Linked DNA regions of Zea mays: all the other regions are linked to region 2. A link is a contact called in public Hi-C data. All regions are on one chromosome and are shown on one strand. Each heading gives the region's core, a stretch centred on a gene start, on an enhancer-like site or on the middle of the called end of the contact. The rest is flanking DNA. Distances are from core to core; before and after follow the strand shown.

The links. Hi-C and Micro-C count contacts between places; a contact is called where the count stands out from the background.
Region 1: a Hi-C map of endosperm shows a contact between it and region 2, with 2.9 times the contacts expected there. The contact joins the promoter of LOC100191251 here to the promoter of LOC103631933 in region 2. A contact is called at or near these places in 2 of 25 Hi-C or Micro-C datasets (ear and endosperm).
Region 3: a contact with region 2 is called in a Hi-C map of ear, with 2.2 times the contacts expected there. The contact joins the promoter of LOC100285805 here to the promoter of LOC103631933 in region 2. A contact is called at or near these places in 2 of 25 Hi-C or Micro-C datasets (ear and tassel).

The regions. Positions count from the first base shown.
Region 1 is chr7:5,118,829-5,123,586 of Zm-B73-REFERENCE-NAM-5.0, forward strand. LOC100191251 reads right to left here and starts at 1,602. Exons shown (of 2, transcript NM_001136685.1): 1 at 892-1,602; 2 at 1-452. The coding sequence starts at 1,135. The coding sequence ends at 190. LOC100281387 (nucleolar RNA helicase 2) reads right to left here. Exons shown (of 7, transcript NM_001154305.2): 2 at 4,369-4,496; 3 at 3,869-4,277; 4 at 3,486-3,584; 5 at 3,175-3,399; 6 at 2,891-3,052; 7 at 2,120-2,785. The coding sequence ends at 2,333.
Region 2 is chr7:4,710,824-4,715,358 of Zm-B73-REFERENCE-NAM-5.0, forward strand. It overlaps LOC103631933, which reads right to left and starts at 2,308. Exons shown (of 1, transcript XM_008653778.4): 1 at 1,089-2,308. The coding sequence starts at 2,060. The coding sequence ends at 1,230. It also overlaps the pseudogene LOC103633672.
Region 3 is chr7:4,224,787-4,229,120 of Zm-B73-REFERENCE-NAM-5.0, forward strand. LOC100285805 reads left to right here and starts at 1,954. Exons shown (of 6, transcript NM_001372336.1): 1 at 1,954-2,531; 2 at 2,698-3,103; 3 at 3,520-3,735; 4 at 3,939-4,046. The coding sequence starts at 1,984.

The sequences.
Region 1 (4,758 bases), core at 352-2,851, 410 kb after region 2:
TTACAGATGCATCCACATAACAAAAATAATATCTAGAATGCAGACTAACATTTCCAGCTAGAACAACTAATTTCCCCTTCCATATCAAAACAAAACAAAACAAAAAACAAAAACTTGTATATCACCATGTTTAAGTTCCCATGGCGGTACCATTCAACTTGAAACCAGCTTTGATTTCCAACGAGTCTTTTAAGGAGGCCAACGCTGATCTTTGAAGGCCCTGATGCATTCTACCGTGGACCGGATGCTACTCGACACGCCCTTCCCCAGCTTCGGCAGATCAACTCCTCCTGGAACCTGAGGGCTGTCCTGGAACCTCGGAAGCTTCTGTCGAGATTCTTTCCTCATAGCCGCTGCATTGCCCACGTAGCTGATGGCGTCCCATACCAGACCTCTGATGATGGTTAGGGCGTAGAATCTCGCTGAATCAACAGGGACGCTGCTCGCAAAACCTGTAGGTGAAATTCAGAAGGCAGATCTGTCCGTCATTCATGTGTCAGATGCTTGTACACAAAGGTCGGGAATAGCAACAAATAATCGGGCCTGCACTGAGGCGGTGAGGCCTGCTAATTGTGCATCAGTAATGATAGCATACTGTCAGGTTGCTAAATCATGTGCACCAACTAACACTGGCAAGGACAGGTGAAGCATGGTTGACTGAATATCCAACTACAGACATTTGTTTCCACCAAATCACCAATTAATTGATTGCTACTTGCCCAAATATTTCCATTCTATTTCTCACAACAATCAGGTAGAGATAATAAAAGCACTACTGCACTACACTAACTGAAACTCACACTGGATCCAAGAATTAGTACACCAATACCAACCGTGGTGCACATGGATTATTTATTGAAGGGGACGCAATAACAGAGCATGACTAATTACCACCGTGGTCGTGGTTCCTGATGAGGCTGTGCTGCGGCAGGCCGATGCCGACGCCGGCGAGCGTGAACCCAACGCTGAACCCCACGCCGCACCCGGCGCCTACGTACCCAATCACCTCAGGCCCGAAGCCGGGGCCCCAGCCGACGCCACAGCCGACGCCGAGCCCCACACCCCAGAAGGTGCCGGCCGTCGGGTGCACGGGGTTCCAGCGCTGGTACCGCCCGAGCACGCCCTTGATGATCATCCTCAGCTTCACGGCAGTCTGGACAAAAGGAACAATGCAAGCAGCAGCAAAAGCCTCATCAAAGATCCGACTTTTTTTTCCCCCGCGGAAAAGGAGAATAGAAGAAGCAATGGTGGGCGGCAGCGGAGTACCAGCTTGGGTTGCGCATTTGCTGCCGCTGGCGCGGCTGGTGTTGCGCTGGCCGGCGGCGGCGCGGGAGGGGGAGGCGGTTGGTGGAGCTGGGGGGAGTCTGGCATCAGCGGACCTGCCGCTGCTGCTGTGAAGAAGCCTCTGGGCTCCTCGTGACTCGTGGACGCCGCCGTTCGTGCAGTCTCCCAGCTACAGTCCGAGGTGTAGCAAATCTTATCGCCGTCTCCTCGCCGTCGCTCGTTCTGTCCCAAGCCAATCCAATGCGTCGCCGTCGTGGGTGCCTCTCCTGGCAGGAAAGAGGAAGCCCGTGCACTTTTGTTCGTTTTCTTGGGCCCTGGACGATTTTGGGCTAGCCCATCTGCGCTTGTGGTCGTTGGTAAAAATATCTGGCCTCCAGGCTCCCCGGGAGGATTTAAGATTTAACCTGAAACAGAACATTTCCATGTTAGATGAATAGATGGAGAACAAATTCATTCTTTTAGGAAAATCAATCATATATCGCAGAAGTTCTGTGTTCTGTGACAGTTGAGATCATGGAACAGATCTACAAGCAATACACCATCGGCAGTGGTCTTTGCTAATTTGACACCGGTCCATAAATCATAGACATGGACCCACAAATCATAGACAGAGATAGCAAAATAGCAAAGTGTCAACAGTTGGGAGTGGCGAAATTGCAAATATTTCCATGTACATGAACAGAAACCAAAAGCCATCCTTTCGTAGGATTATTAGGGCTGATTTGGTGACCCGGGATTCTGGGAGGATCGGAGGGAATTGAGGAGGAAATTAGTTTATTTCCCCCTCAATCCCCTCCAATCCTCTCAGGATCTCCTTGTCACCAAATCAACCCTTAAAGAGAACAGAATCAGAGCATACAGTGATGCAGGTTCTGAAACAACCTTGTATCAGAAGTGCAGAAGTTCTGAAAGAACCCTACAGGCCTACAACACCAAACTACTCGTGAAACAACGGGTGAATCAAGTGCTACTGGTTTGGTCAGGGAAGGAACATACAACAGGTGTTAGAAAAGGTTCAGAACTGTACAAGAAAACCCTATCCGATTCATCACTTGGAACCCTTGAAGCCACCGAAGTTGCCGGAATCTGACGTGCCAGAACCACCATAGCCTCTTGGATAACGTGAGGAGCCTGAATCATCAGAGCTCCGGGAACGCCCAAAGTCAGCGTTACCACGTCTGCTGAAATCACTGTCTCCAAAGTCGCCAAATCTATCAGAACGACTGAAGCTAGGCCTGCCAAAGTCACTGGAAGATCGTCTGAAACCTCCAGATCCACCGTGGTACCTTGAACCTGAGTCACGGAATCCACCGCCGCGGTCAGAGGAACCACCAAATCTCTCAAAATCACCGAAGCCTCTGGAACGATGGTCTTCAAAGTCACCATAACCTTCACGGCTAAAAGGTCCACCTGTTCTTCTGCTTCCAACTGATCTAGAGCGAGTATCTCTCATGACATTAAACATGTCTGCAGCCTCGTCTGAAACTGGCATCTTCGGAAGCTGCAAGCGGCAAAAAAAAGGAAGTGGATAAGTTTTCCACATTTCATCTCAACTACAAAAACAACTTCATGAGGATTCGATAGCTTGGTTCCTGAAGTACTCTACCTCTGTGAACCTGCATCCTATATCTTGCTCGATGACCCTTACAGCTCTAGTCTGTTCATACGTGTATATTAGAATTGCACTGCCTTTCTTCCCTGCTCGTGCAGTTCTCCCAGATCTGTGAACAAATAACTCCGATGTATTTGGGATCTCATAATGTACCACCTGAATATATAAGGGGGGAAACTCAAAACTATGCTCACAAAAAGAGTCAGCAGACATATTTTCTGGACGACAAAAAAAGTTTGTGATAAATATTTGCACATAGTATACCCCAGGTCACTCACTAGATCAACGTTGGGTATGTCCAATCCACGAGCTGCGACATCAGTTGCCACAAGGATATTAAAACGACCATCACGAAATCCTGAAAGTGTCCTCTCTCTTTGATTCTGTGAAATATCCCCATGCAGTGCCTGGCACTGATAACTCCTTCCCATGACATATGCCAATCTATCTGCTTCCCGTTTAGTTTGAGTAAACACAATGCATTTTCCACCATTGGCATGCTCCTAATGACATGAGTGGGGAAATGGTTATGTACTGTTTTTTGGCATGTAAATCATAAAACACATGTGCATTTAGGAGGGATACTCACTTTAATCAAGGGACCAATAATTGAAGGCTTCCCGAAGTTATCAGAGGCAATGGAATAGAGAGAGATTCCTTCAGGTAATTTCTGATCTGAGTCACCAACCTGAGAAAGAAGGGAAGCAAATGTCAGGGAATGCCCCCTTAAAATGTACCATTGCTGTGCTGAGAAGAAATCCAGATAATGTCCAGGTGCTGATTTGGTATACTTTTTATAAATGAAAGTGTTGGTGTTCATCAGATGCTTCAGCAATGTTTCTAGACCCAGGAAGATCTATTCAATGCAGGACTTCATATATACATGCATACAAAAGAATGCACGATTGTCACAAGACAAGCTAGAGAAAGTAAGACAAAAATCACACGCAAATAATAAAAGAAGTCACTCACAAGGTCAATTATAACTGGATCCTTTAAGTACTTGTTCGAAATTTTTCTTATCCAACTAGGCATTGTTGCAGAGAACAGCATGCTTTGACGATTCTGTGGCAATTGCTCCATGATCACCTCAACATCTTCATCGAAACCCACAGCCAGCATTTGATCAGCTTCATCTAGGACCACAAACTGGATCTGTGAAAGGTTTAAAACACCCCTTCTCAGAAGGTCAATAACTCGACCTGGTGTTCCGACCACTATGTCAACACCATAGTTAAGAGCTCTCATTTGCTGATTGATAGGAACACCTCCATATACACAGAGGGTGTCCAAGGGAGCAGATTCTCTAAACTCCTTCTCAACCTGCCGAGCAAGTTCTCTTGTTGGTGCCAAGATTATGGCTAAAGGATTCCTGCCATTTCTGCATGCATCGTACTATGCAATTATTACAATATATTCTATCTCCCTGGTAGATAAATTAAAAGAATTCCACATGTGAAAGAGAAACGAACCCAGTCTTCTCGTTGTAGCTTAGGATCTTGTCCATGATAGGAATACCAAAAGCCAGGGTCTTCCCAGTCCCTGTTCGAGCACGGCCAATCATGTCTTTTCCTTGCATTGCTGGCTCAAGAACAGCCCTCTGGACAGCAAAATAGCATGAACCGAATCAGATTGGGAACCCAGTAGAGTTACACATATAGTACCTTTTCAATTAAGATGGAACAGGAAATAGGTGGAGATCCAATCTGATTAATCCACTCCCTCCGTCCCAGTATATAAGGCGTAACCAGCTCTGGTTCAAAAACTAAAAAAATATATTTAATTCTCTCTATACTACTGCATCAATGTACGCATGTCTAGAAAGATCACATATTATATTATGAGACTAGAATAAAAAGTGG
Region 2 (4,535 bases), core at 1,058-3,557:
AGCGCTGCCATCCCCACGTCGCAAGTACCTCGGGGCCATCGAAGGCAGACAGAAACAATGAGAAAATACATTTTTGGAGGTTTTTAGCTCGAACTGTGTATGCTTGTAGTATGTAAAATTTTATTTCACCAACGGATCACTCCCATCTAGGGCTAGAGCTGATACTTTAAAGATCTAGGACTGACTTGTAGATCAGGGCATCTTTTATATGAACATAGTTTTACTCACATTTTTTTTATAAAACTAATATGATATTAAAAACGCATCAAATTATTCATACAATATCTTAAAAAATTCTTAACATTTCTTGGTATAAAATCATCAGTGATGGTGGATATCAACCCCATCCAATATTTTCTTATCAATCTGCTATTTTGTTCTCCTATAGGTCCCTTCAACAATACATCCCTAGAATTTTCATCAAGGCTGTCCCGATTTCTAGGATCATAGATATCTGTAGAAAAAAAAACATCTTGATCGTCAATGCTAGTAGATTCTATCGCAAATGACTAGGTGCCTGTTTGTTTTGGTTTCTAGCAGCTTCTGGCCACCAAAAGATGCTGCGGACTGCTAAACGCTCAGCTTTTCAGCTAGCTTTTATAAAATTCGTTGGAGCAAAAACCATAAAAAATCAATCTAAACACATAATCGGTTGAGTCGTTTTAATAGTAGGAATCCGTCACTTTCTAAATCCTGAGCCCTATGAATAACTTTATCTTCCTCCACACGTAATCGTAATGATACTCAGATTATCCCTACAGCCAGATTTTTAGAAAAGCTGGTCAGAAAAAAGTCGAACCAAACAGGCCCTAGATATATTTCTATGATCACTTACGTTGTCATCATCCGTGTTGATTTATGGAAAGTCTTTTGTGACTTTTCTTTAAATTGGAATGGGTATAACACCCTTTTGTGGGCACTTAATTAAATGTCATACAGGAAGTAAAGCACATGATAGAACGAGAATACGATATCACTGCTGATATAGCAATTAAATTGAAAGAATGATGTTGGGCTCAGGTCTGTACACTCTAGTAGAGTAGAGGGCTGCGACGACACGGAACAAGTGACAGAATGCACAAACAGCATGGTGAAAACTCACGATCTATTTGTATTAACCGCAGTTTGCACACGAAACAATAACGACACTTAAATTCGATCCATCAAATCGACCCTAGCAAAGTCTTATCTGTTGTATACTACTACTACTACTCTAAAAAAAACTGAATTTAAATCATGACTAATGCCAAGATCCGGGCTCCGGCTGCGTAGGAGCCACGGCGTGCGAGGACGGCTCGACGGCGACGGACCGACGGCACGTACGCGGGGCCCGGGTACCCGTACGGGTACAAGAAGCTGGCGCTGAAGGCATGTGGCGGCGCCTGGTACACCACCATCGTCTCGTATCCCGGCAGGTACCGGTACGTCTCGCTGTAGCCGTAACCAGATCCTGTAGCCTCGCCGCCGTAGTAGTAGTAGCCGTACCCAGATCGTGTAGCGGGGCCGTACGCGCCGCGGTAGCCGAAGTAGTGGTACAGAAGATACGGCAAGACGTCGTCGAGGGCAGCCGCCGGCTCCTCGTCTTCTCCTTGCTCGTCGATGTTGGGCAGGAGCTCTTCCGCCGCTGGCTGCGCTCCGACCTTCGCTTCCTCCTCCTCCTCGTCGCTCTCCTCCTGCTCCTCGGCGGCGGCGGCGTCCTGTGGATTGTCCTCTCCTGCAATGGCGGCGGTGACGGTCACGGTGACGGCGTCGGCAACGGCAACAGCTTCCGCGTCCTCCTCCACCGTCTCCTCAACGGCAACATCCTCCATATCCTCGTCCACTGTCTCCTCAACGGCGACAGCAACATCCTCCACATCCTCGTCCACCGTCTCCTCAATGGCGACAGCAACAGCCTCCACTTCCTCGTCCACCGTCTCCTCAACGGCGACAGCAACAGCCTCCACCCTCTCCTCAGGTGAGAGGACGTAAACCCAGTCTTCGTCGTCGGCCATCAGGATCGCTTCCATGTTTCGGCGGCGGCGGCGGCGGCGGATTGGATGAATCTCGGTGTGGGGCATCCGTGAGGCCGGATCTATCGATCTATATATACACACACATAATAACGTGATCGATCGGTCGAGCCCTCACCACGAACAAACAACGCGTAACAGACGCTGGCGAGTCCCTCGCGTTTTCCCTATCGTTTGAGCTGGGATCTAACAGAAAGCCGGGAAATTTGTCCTGCTCCTCGCTCCTGCGTCGCGTGTGCCGCCGGGCCGCAGCAGGTGGTGCGCGAGGTGAAGAGCAGCCTGCACCGGGCGCGGCGCCAGCTCTCATCCACCTCCACCGGGCGGGCACCTCCTCCTCCAGGGCCCTCTCCTGGCGATCCGACGCCCATTTGTCCCCTCCTTCCTGCAATCCAGTTTGGTTCAGGTTCCCTGTCTCTTTCGTACTAGGATCGCTAAAAATGACTGCCACAAACAGCAGCTACGAATCCAAGCTCTTAGAGCAACTCCAGTAGTTCTCTAAAAGACTTCCTAAATCAATAATTTAGGTAGTTAATATGAAAACTATTCTCCAACAGTTCTCTAAATGAACTTTCTAAATTTAACAACTTGTCATCTAACCTCATTTTCTCTCTACATTTGGCAACCATTTAACAACTCCCTAAACAAAAATGTTGGCTGCATTATATAGTTTTTGTGACTTATTTTTTATGTGGATAAATACAAAACAAAATTACAACCTATATTTAGAGAACTATTGGAGAACTCACATTTTTTTACTCCAAAAGCCATTTAGCAACTTCTTAAATCTGTGATTTAGAGAGCTAAAATTTACATAACTATTGGAGTTGCTCTTAGTTAACATTTGGTCATTGCTTACCTGTCAACTCAGTTGGTACATAAGGAGGCCGTGAATTATTCATTGAGCGAGAATGGTCATGCAAAATGAGGTAGAAGCCGCAGTGAAGATTTCCCTATTGGCAGCTTTGGGCTCGACTACAAATAAACTTGCCAAAGGTCAGTTAGATGATCTCACAGTAACGACGGTACGCTCTTCTGTATACTACCTGTACATAAAGAGTACATGAATTAAGATTCAGTAACCGAGGAGTGAATGCTAGAGTTGCTGATATTCATAAGACTGCTCTGCTCTGGAAACCAGCAAATGGTTTGTCCTATAGTTTCTGAAACCATCTCTGCACTGTGAGATGCTATACTACTTTGTATAGATGACAACTTTTTTTTTGGCGGAAATAGCATAAGTATTGCTAAATCAACAGGAATTCTGTCAGTTACCAGCCAATTTCCTGGCATACTGAATTTGCTGTGACTGACTGTAAACTGATCTGTAATCCTGTGATGCAAATGTTGATAATAAACTTAACAACTATAACAAAGCATTCACTGCTCATATGATAGATAACTCTGTGGTCTGCTCATACTGAAATTGTTTTCTTGTTTCTATTTTCGTGGCAATGGTAATGCATCTGCGGACAACAGGAGACCCTTGGAGTTAAAGACTCCACCAATTACTGCAGGATATTCGCGCACGTGATTCTACCATCAATGAAACCGCGTTTAAATTACAGGAGACTGCAGAAGCAGCTGAAACTGCTGCTTCTGCAGCACGTTCAATTGATGAAGAGAGAATATTTTTTTACGTTAGAACTTGAACGTCTGAAACAAGACCATGAGAAACAAGTTGAAGCATCTTCGCTTAGGGTAGCAGTCGCATGCAGTGCACATATCTTCTAATGCCTATCAGTTGTTACAGAGCTATGGATTAACTAGATTCAGGCCACCATGAGCATGGTTCATGTCAACAAAAATATTTGAAGTTGTCTGTATTTTTTGTTTCAGTTAAGGAAATCGGAGGAGAAAGCAAAGTTTCTTGTCGGAGAGAGAGATCGTTTGCTTACAGAGAGAGATTCTGCTCTTCAAGAAGCTCAGATGTGGCGCTCAGAGCTAGGAAAAGCTAGAGGAAATGCTGCAATTCTAGAAGCAGCTGTTGTCAGAGCTGAAGAGAAAGCTAGGGTCTAAGCAGCAAATGGTGACATCGGCATAAAAGAAGCCATGAGCCGACTTGAGTCTGCCATCAAAGAAAAGGAAAATCTCCTAGCCCTTGTGGATGCTCTACAATCTCAATTACAAAGGTTTGGCATCCATAATTCAATTTGATTCACCCAGTCGAAAGTTTCTCAAACCTAGATTCTTGTAGTCTTGTAGAGGCAGCTTGATGGATGATTATATGTTTTTTTTTTTCAGACAAGAGACTAGCACAATACATGTTTGTGAAGAGAGCTCGGAGCTCTCTCTACTGCTCCGAAGCACATGGAAGATGACAATGTTCATAAAGCTTGCATATACAGACCGAATACTGGTTATAGAGAACGTTGTTGAGTTGGATGATGAGGGAGTCGATAATCCCCACTCTTTTGAAGCGTCTGGTGTAAGGGAAGTAACCACAGAACGGGAAGAAAACAGGTTTGACATTCCTGTTGGTACTTGATGTCCGACCTTTTTGCGTGAATTGCTTAGAAGGCTTAG
Region 3 (4,334 bases), core at 704-3,203, 490 kb before region 2:
GGCAACGAAATGGAGTTCCTCCCATTTTTAGTCCTATTTTTCAGTCCTGTGAGCATGATATATATATGTCCAGGACCCAAATCATTCTGCTCTTACTTGATGCCACATCAAACCTCTCTTTGTATTTATAAAAAAGTGAAAATAATTCAATACCTCTTCGCATTTGCGGTTTCCTATTTTTCTAAAGCGATCAACAATAGCAACATTTGTAACTTCCAATGTTTTTTGTTTTTCCACATAACAAATATGACTATTACTCATGTACTCATCCCTATGGGTAGTAATGTGCTCTAAAGTCTATACTATAAAATTTAAGGATCAGATTAGAATTAAAATATATTTTTATTTATTTTTGAACTAAATTAATTAGTGACTCAAATGAATTGTGAATAAATATTTGGATCGTGATTTATTACCACCCCATACAATTCTGCAAATGTGGTTTCATAATTTTCATAGATGAAAAACCCCTCTCAACTATAGCGGGCAATATAGGCACTAACTTTAAAAGTCAATAAACCAAATGATATGTAAGATTTTTTTTCTTGTTTTTACCATTTTTTTGGAGAGCTCAGCAATGGTTTGCAGATTGACAAATCTATCATCTTGCTGCACATCATCTACGCAAAGAAAAAGTTCTGTGTTAAGATCACTCAGATCATTAGAATCAAAGTCACTTGGATGCAATTCAGCTAGACTTATCAATTTGTAACATACAAGCAATTGATTTGTAGGAGCCAATCAATAGCCTCATTAAAACAATCAACTTGAAAATGATGCTGGTTGGCAATTCCATTTTTTTTGGTATAGTCGGATCAATATAAGCCTCCTCCGTTTACTACTTGGAAATATCATGTTTGCTACAAAATACATACACTTCCCCAAGTACTTTTTCCCCGCCATCGGCAATCTCTTATTAAAATGGCTCCAAGTAGATCTCACAATTTTGGGATTCGTGGAGCACCCGTACTTATGGTTAGTTTGGGAACTCCATTTTTCCAATTAGATTTCTATTTTTCTAAAGAAAAATGAACTAATTTTCCTTAAGAAAATAGAAATCCTTTGGAAAAATATGGTTCCCAAATTAGTACTTATTGTTTGATTTTCTAGTCTGGGTTTTTCTTTCTAAAACACTTCACGGACACTTGGTTTAGTTCCCTCTTGATAAAAATCACACTAAAGCTTTTGCCATCTTTTATTAGGAAAAATAATTACCTATGTGTTGTAATTATGTTATTGCTTTAGGGCTTATTTGTTTTACCTTTAATACATGTGGATTGACTGATATTGAGTCGGTTTAAAACCATAGCAAGTCAAAATCTATCTCAACTCATTCTAATACACTTCAATCCATATGGAATTGGAATAATCGAACAAGGTCTTAGGCCTTGTTCGTTTGTGCCGGATTAGTGAGTCGGAACGATTCCTAACCGGATTGCTTCTCTAATTTATATAAACTTCGATTAGCTGGAACGATTTCGGGTCCAATCCGACACAAACGAGCAAGACCTTAACCTTAAATGGGTGACCGGATTTACCCTGAAATGATGAATATGAAGTTGATTAGACACTTGCCACTAAATAAGGCACATAATTATCAAAGTTTAGAGCCTGTTTAAGGGATGTTTGGTTTCTAAGAACTAATTTTTAGTATCTCTATTTTATTTTATTTTATTTTAGTTCCTAAATTATCAAATACGAAAACTAAAAAATTATTTTAGTTCTTATATTTAGTAATTTAGGGATTAAAATAAAATAAAATAATTTAGAGCCTAAAATAAAATAAAATGAAGAAATCAAAAATTAGTTTATAGAAACTAAACACCCTTTAAAATGTTCACATTTTTCACGCGCCCAAAAAAACCAGAGATGTTTTCAGTCAATTTAAAAACAAAAAACAAAAACAAAATACGAGAGTATGGATAGGACTTCGAAGGTAAACCCCCGCTCCACCTCCACCTCAGTTTCCCACTCAGAGCTCCAATGGCCGCCGCTCTCCCGCACTCCCGCCTTCACCTCCCGCTCCACACGCCCAGTCCCACCTCCCGCCGCCGCCCCTGCCCCCGTTCCCGCCGCCGCCTTCCCTCCTTCGTCGCCGTATCGCGCCTCCAGAACACCACCGCCGCGACCCACCCGGTCCTCCCGCCCCCGGCTCCGCCCCCCTCCGCCGCGCTCCTCGCCGCCGAGGGCGCCTCCCTCGCGCCGCGCCGCGAGCACCGCTTCCCGGGCTCGGTCTCCTCCCCAACAAGCACCGCCTCTGCCTCTAACGAGGCGGAGTACGCCGTCCTGCTTCGCGCCCTCCAGGTGCGCCGCGCCGTCGCCGCCGAGGTGCTCGTTGCCGCGCTCGGCGGCGGGAAGGTCGGCGGCCTGACCTACATCAAGAACCTCACGGGGCGGATGGGGCCGTTCGTGGACCGCGTTGTTGTCGAGGCCGCAGCGATGCGGCGGGACCGCCCCGAGCTCGCCCACATGTCCTTCAACGCCCGTGCAAAGGCGTACATCCAGGAGTCCGGCCTTGTGGAGCTTGTCAAGTAAAGACCATCACTTTGCTTCTTCCATATATTTCTTCGAATTATGTCTGTTCAGTATGCAGTATGCACAATAATTGTGATTATTCAACCATCAGAAACATTGCAAATCATAAAACTGTGGCTAGTTACCTGATCAGTATTGAGGTTACTACATTGCCTACTTCAGGTGGTTCAAGCACAACTCGATGACATATCCCCAGATCGCAAAAGTTGTTTGCGCATGTTCTGGCGATTTGGGGAAAGTTAGAAAGATGATAAAGTGGCTTAGGTCAATTTATGTAAAAGGAGATTTTTTGGGGCGTGTCCTTGCAAACGGTGGATCTTTCTTGAACCGGAGCTTTGAAGAATTGGAAGAGATTATTGGCTATTTGGAAAGCCTTGGTGTCAGGAGAGACTGGATTGGTTATGTGATCAGCAGATGCCCACAGCTGTTGAGCTTGTCTATGGATGAGTTGGAGACACGAGTCAGGTTTTATACGGATTTGGGAATGGACAAGAAGGACTTTGGCACAATGGTCTATGATTATCCAAGAGTTCTTGGATTTTTAAGCCTGGAAGAGATGAACAGTAAGGTGTTTGCTTTATATTTAGTTCAGTTCTATGATATTTTTGCTGCACATTGTAGATTTGTAGATCGACCTTTCCTTTTCTGCATTTTATTTATCGCCGCTTGCTATGGGCAAGAGTCTATTTGATATTCTGAATGGTTTAGTCTGAGTTGTATCTGTTCAATAAAAAAGTGAGGGCTCAACAAAAATGATGTCACAATCTTTTTCCTTTCTTTTAGTATAGTGTGGAAATGCTGATTGGTGTAGAACTCAAGTTTAGAGTGCCATATGATATCAACCATCTAGTGGAACAGATGAACTTGTTAGGATTACGTTCCTTGTACTTCTGGAACTAATAAAGTTGCTAATATACTTTTCAGTTCTCGAGTCTTGATATCTATTTTTTTTAGTTGTTCATGAAATAGCATTGTTGGTCACAGGTTCAATATCTGAAAGAGTTTGGTTTAAGTACTGAGGAACTTGGGAGGTTACTGGCTTTCAAGCCACAACTCATGGCCTGTAGCATTGAAGAAAGGTGGAAGCCTCTTGTGAAATACCTGTATCACCTTAACATTTCACGGGATGGCATGAAGCGAATGTTGATGGTCCAACCTACAATATTCTGTCTTGATTTGGAGACAGTGATTGCACCAAAGGTAATCTCTTAGTTACTTTGACAGTTGACACACTTCTTCAATTTGTGTTATTCACAGAATGATGTTTTGATTTGTTAAGCTGCTGTGTTAACATTCTGTTATTTGTTAAACTCTTAAAATCTTCAATAAGACTAAGTGTTTCCTTATATTTTTGCTATTATAACTTGATGTACTGAAGTTTGCTATACAAACATATATTTTAGGTACAATTTTTAATTGATATTGGTGTGAGGAGTGATGCAATCGGCAATGTGCTTGCGAAGTTTCCTCCTGTATTAACTTATAGCTTGTACAAGAAAATACGCCCAGTGGTATGTTCTCACTTTTCATTATTATTCTTTTCACTTTCAGTAAATATTGATTCATTTTGTTTGGATTTAATTGCATCCGATTTTTATACTACTTCCAGTTTTGTTAGGATGTTAGTGTACATAATGTAGGGACTTCTCTTAATTGGCAAGAGTATAAGTATCACCATAGTAAGTAGTCTCAGAAAGCATCATTCTATCCAAGGCACTAAGCTTCATATAACTGGAGCTTTATATAACAAACATTGGACCCCACAACATGTTGGTATTTACATACTTCTTAATATTGGT